Regions from separate parts of the Zea mays genome. Here region 1 is linked to region 2. The links are chromatin contacts, called in public Hi-C maps. All regions are on one chromosome and are shown on one strand. Each heading gives the region's core, a stretch centred on a gene start, on an enhancer-like site or on the middle of the called end of the contact. The rest is flanking DNA. Distances are from core to core; before and after follow the strand shown.

Region 1 (2,700 bases), core at 22-2,521, 140 kb after region 2:
TCAGCGCAGATGGTCCAAAAGCGCGGGAGGGCGGGGAAGAGAACGAACCGTTGTGTGGCGCCGCTGCGCTGTGGCCGGGCCGTCCTCTCCTCCACGGCCTGGCGGCCGTTACATTGGCGGCGTGTGGCTCGTCGCTGTCCCCAGGCCCAGACACCGCATTCACGCCGCTGACCGGCCATTACCAACGCCATGTCCCCTTTGTTGTTTTTTTTTACCATCCATGGACCACGGTGAAAAAAAGGATAGGCAGGCAGGCATTGGAAGGACGAAGGACGGGAGGAGGAAAGAGTGAGAAGGTGTCTCGCCCGCCCGTTCGTTCCGTTGCCTCAACGGCCGGCTCTCGGCAATCAATCCCGCATTGAAGCGCGGGCGTTACCCAACGCAGGAGCGCTGTGGCGGTTGGTTGCCTGTTGTTCGCCACGAGCCATCATCATCATCACCGCTTCTTCCCACGCATCGCATGGCGTCCCGGTCACTCAATAGCATCCAACTGAATCCGCACAGGCTGAGGCTGCACACGCACCTACCTTATCAGTTGCGTACGTATGCTGGCGCTGTGGCCATGGCCATGGAGACATGGACCGGGCCAGGTCTGTACAGTTGTTACTGCGCGCGCGCGAGAGAGAGACGCAGACGCTGCATGCGTGGATAAAGAAGAAGACCTCGCTCGCTCCCGAATGCCAAAGCGCATGTACTGTGCTGTCACTGTTTGATGCAAGGGAATGGAACTTTTTTTTTTCAAGACAATAATAATTAAAAAAAAGTTCCAGTCTATACCATCCGAGAATGGCACACCAAGCGAAGCGCCCCGAATCGGGTAACCTGATGGCGCTAGAATAGATATCCTGGCATGGCAACCAAGCAGTTTTTCTTCAGTGGAGTGGAGAAGGCGTGAGAGAGAGCCCGAAGATGTGAACCGGTGGAGCGAGACGTTGGAGCAGTGCAGTTGGGTACATACTGTACAGCAGAACTCAGATGTGCTTTGTACTGTACGAGAAGAAAGAAAAAAAAACATACAGCATTTCTCTGATGCGCGGCGCAGCGCATACTGGTACTGGGCGTCTGGGGCTGTGCCTGTGTGGACAGTGGGGCTAGGAAGAGACCTCTGCGCTGCGGCTGCGCACCCGCCGTACGTGCACACTAGTACTACAACGCTACACTGCCAGCGCAAGTTGCGCGGCTCCCAATAAAGAGCTATACAGCTGCTCATACATGTCCTCCTCGCCCCAAGCTCCGATTCACACCCTGCGCATGAAAGGCTGCACTCCTTTCTAGCCCATTTAAAGCTAGCTAGCTAGGGACACACACAGAGCGAGCGGAGAACAGGGAGCGCGTGGCTCAGTGCGAGCGCGCGGAGGCAGGCGGAGCAGAGCAAGCAGCGGGGAGCAGTTCTGCGCAGCCCGATGGTTTGCTCCTTCGTATTGGCGGCGGCGGCGGCGGCGACATTGGCGTGTCTGTCCGCTGCGGCCGCCGCCACGGGCGACCTCCTCCCCTCGTCGTCGGAGACGCCCCTCTCCTTCGGGGACGGCTACACGCAGCTGTTCGGCGACTCCAACCTCGCGCTCCACGGCGGGGGCAAGAGGGTGCACATCTCCCTCGACGAGCGGACAGGTGGGTCGGCTCGGCTCGGCTCGGCGGCTTCATGCTCGTTCCCCGCCCGATCGACGCCCAGTCAATGCCAACTCGTGCTCCGTGTTTCCTGCTCTCTGTTCGCGAACCTCATCGTCGCTTGCTCTGCTCTGCTCTGCTCCGCTGTGTGCAGGCGCCGGGTTCGCGTCGCAGGCCGCGTACCTCCACGGGCACTTCAGCGCCCGCGTCAAGCTGCCCGCCGACCACACCGCCGGCGTCGTCGTCGCCTTCTACGTACGTGACCAACCAACCAACCCAACCACCAATGCTGCGTTTTTTTTGTTTTATGACGAACCCCAACAAAAAAAACGCAGATGTCCAACGGGGACGTGTACGAGCGGACGCACGACGAGCTTGACTTCGAGTTCCTCGGGAACGTGCGCGGCAAGGAGTGGCGCGTGCAGACCAACGTGTACGGCAACGGCAGCACGGCGGCCGGCCGGGAGGAGCGCTACGGCCTCTGGTTCGACCCCACGGAGGACTTCCACCGCTACGCCATCCACTGGACCCGCGACAGGATCATGTAAGATGAACCGACCGCCCTCGTCTCCTTACCCTCCTCACCCGTCAATACAGCACTTGACACATGCGGTTTTCTACATACTAGTAGCTTGTAGCAGGGTGTACGGCTGCAACATATACAGTTTTATATCCCTCCGTACAATGTACTAGTCGTCTTAGGCCCTTATTTTCTTGTCCATATTACATATTGATAACAATGAACCTAGACAAAACACATACATCAAATATTGTATGGATTTATTAACTTTAGGGCCCCTGTTTGTCCAGATTATATACAAATACATATATGTTACAAATAAATCGCTATTCTTGTTCCTTTATTTGCGTCTCTTTAATTTTCTGGCAATCATCTCTTCGAGATCGCGCAACAGTCTGTCTGATGACGAATACTGACGCGGGAAGGACGGAAGGTGTTGTACACCTGTTGTCTGTTGAGTTGCTTAATTTTAGGCTACCGGAGGTCTGACTCTAATAACCTACGTTGCTTAATCATTGTTTAGTTTGCTGAACTTTCTTTTTTTTAAAAATTGCTCTAATATATTTAAATTT
Region 2 (2,700 bases), core at 43-2,542:
TTCTGTTGCATTGTCCTTGACAATGATCTCATGCTCTATTATATATGCCCAATGCACACACTATTTACTCTTATGGTATATGGATCACTTGGTCTGTTTAACAAATGCAATGAGGTACCATCAATCATGGCTATTAAGATCGTGTGCCTGGCCATGGCTGCGGGACCATCGGACGGCGTCGGCGCTGTGCTCAACGTGTTGGCCAGCATGCAGCAGCATAACCACCGCGTGTTGTTCGATGTCGCCAATGGCCGCATCGGTTTCTCGCGCGAGCTCTGCACGGCCTGAAATCAGTGGAGCCAGCCTATGGATGGAGTATTGTGTGTACTACTCCAGTATAAGTGTTTCAGATTCCTGTGGCGTCGTGAGTTCAAGCATGGATGTCTCGTTCGTTGCTGTCAGCGCTTGGAGAGTGGATTTACTGAGTTGTTGGGTTCTGCTGACTAAAATTTGTGTCACGTCGGGTGTTTAAATATTAATTAGATTAATTAAAAAACCATTACACAACAAAAAACTAAACAACTAGAGTGCGAGACAAATTTATAAAGCATCCCCTCAGGTGGGATTTCGGTGCCAAAGATCATATCGACGGTGGAGGGGGCCCTCGGCCTCGGCGACCATGGCCGGGCGGTGAAGGACTCCTAGCTCACGCTTCTTCCAACTCATCCTGACAGTTGATGCTTCCTTCTCTTCATCACAATCTTAGGTTGGTCTTCGAGATTCTGAATGTTCTAGATTGTAGGTTTTAGGCAACGTTCTCCAGTTTTCATCAGTCATAGGAAAATATATTTTGGTATCTAGCAAACTTGTGCTGTATAAATTCTTTCATGCGATTTCTGCGAGTTTTAGTATCGACTGACATAGCATTGTTTCGATAGGTAAATAGACTAAGTTTACATTTATACTCACAACAATAGATGATGTTTAATCACAGATTTTGCCGTCACTATTGTACTCACGCCGCCCGTCGCCAGAGCCCTAATTTGAAGGGTCGCAATTTGTGTTCCGTGACATCGCACGGGCACGTTCCTAGTAATATATAGGTAAACAAGCATGACCTAAATCTAGGTTTATGGACCATTTTTAGGAACTACTACTCCTATTCTTTTTTACTTATCTTTTACTTATCGTGTTTTAGTTTAAAAATATACTATCAAATGACAAATATTAGAGAACGGAATTAGTAATAATGCTGCCCGTTAGCCCACAGTGAGCACTTCTTGTAGCAACCAAGCCCATGCCCATACGTAGGCTATCGTTTAGCACGGTACAGCCCACAGAGAAAATAAAATGAAAAGGGGGGAAAAGAAAAAAAGAAAAAGTTCCCGTCTTCGGTCTTCCCAAACCCCCAACATCCATGATCCATCTCATCGACACCCCCTCCGCTCTCCTTATCCCTTCCATTCGCCCAAACCCCCGCCGCCGTGACCCCTGCCAGCCCGCGGCCTTCCCCTCGTTCTAGGCTTCAACTGCCGGCCTCGTGTCTTCTGGTAAGCATCTACGCCTCACCTACGGCGCGCACACTCTGCTCCGTCCTGGCAAAATTGGTTTCTGTTTCTGATTTTGTGGAAAGCGCGTCCCTGTGGCAGGGCAAGTGAAGAGAGAGATGGCGTCGCCAATACCGCGCGAGTGGGTCGGGCTGCAGCAGTTTCCTCCGGCCACCCAGACCGAGCTGCACGAGCTCCTCGGCAAGCTCAAGGAGGAGGTACCCCACTACGCATCTATGCAACGTTCTAATGCGCGATTCAGTTACCGCCGGTTTAAAATATATATCATTCGAAAATGTGCGCTATGGAAAGTCCAATCATTACCATGCATGTAATTATTTTTCTTATCGCATGAAAATGAATGACATCGAACTCAAAAGTACTGAAACTGCAATGCGGTACAATTTGGTAATTCATACGATCGTGGATTCAGAGCAAGTAATGGTCAAAATTGTGAGTTATGGCTCTGCAGGAGCTATCTCTTGTAGAGCTTTGTCACGCACGCTAGGTCTTCAATTAGAGTCGACGACCTAACTGTGCAATATCTATATGTTATCTTGTAAACTGCTACCTCCAGAAAATTGCTTTCAATAAAGAAGGGTCTAAGATGCATTTGGTTTACTATATTGTCCTAGATGGCAAATGAATTGGGCTTGAGGTAGTATATTAGTCAAAGGATAGTCGTGTTTTCTGCTGGTTATGTTCTTTAAAAATTGGTGATCAATGCATGTTCTGTTTGTGTTTGTGGTATGAAGGATGTGAGCACATTGACAATTCTGGTGATGGGGAAAGGCGGAGTGGGGAAGTCATCTACTGTTAACTCCATCGTCGGGGAGAGGATCGCCACTGTCAGCGCTTTCCAGGTTTTTCTTCACCATGTTCTAAGTTTCTGGTTCGGCTTCTGCCAGAGTAACTTATGTGTGGTTCTGTTGTTGGATGTTGTACTGTGCAGTCTGAGGGTCTGAGACCGATGATGTGGTCGCGCACAAGGGCAGGGTTCACCTTGAACATTATCGACACTCCTGGGCTTATTGAAGGTGGATACATTAATGAGCAGGCTGTTGACATCATTAAGAGGTATGCACATTTCAGCATTTCAGCATTTCAGCATATTGAATCATATCCATACTTGCCTGAAAGTGAGGCAATCTGTTATAGATTTTATAGCATGTAATATAGGGCTTTATGTGGCACTTGCTGGACCTAGTTTAAG

Evidence for each region. Hi-C and Micro-C count contacts between places; a contact is called where the count stands out from the background.
Region 1: a Hi-C map of leaf shows a contact between it and region 2, with 7 times the contacts expected there. The contact joins the promoter of LOC100382994 here to the promoter of LOC542502 in region 2. A contact is called at or near these places in 2 of 25 Hi-C or Micro-C datasets (both in leaf).

Annotation. Positions count from the first base shown.
Region 1 is chr9:150,087,603-150,090,302 of Zm-B73-REFERENCE-NAM-5.0, forward strand. It overlaps LOC100382994, which reads left to right and starts at 1,272. Exons shown (of 4, transcript NM_001175677.2): 1 at 1,272-1,611; 2 at 1,763-1,863; 3 at 1,944-2,152. The coding sequence starts at 1,404.
Region 2 is chr9:149,945,345-149,948,044 of Zm-B73-REFERENCE-NAM-5.0, forward strand. It overlaps LOC542502 (translocon at outer membrane of chloroplast34), which reads left to right and starts at 1,293. Exons shown (of 8, transcript NM_001112052.2): 1 at 1,293-1,490; 2 at 1,590-1,705; 3 at 2,243-2,350; 4 at 2,440-2,564. The coding sequence starts at 1,607.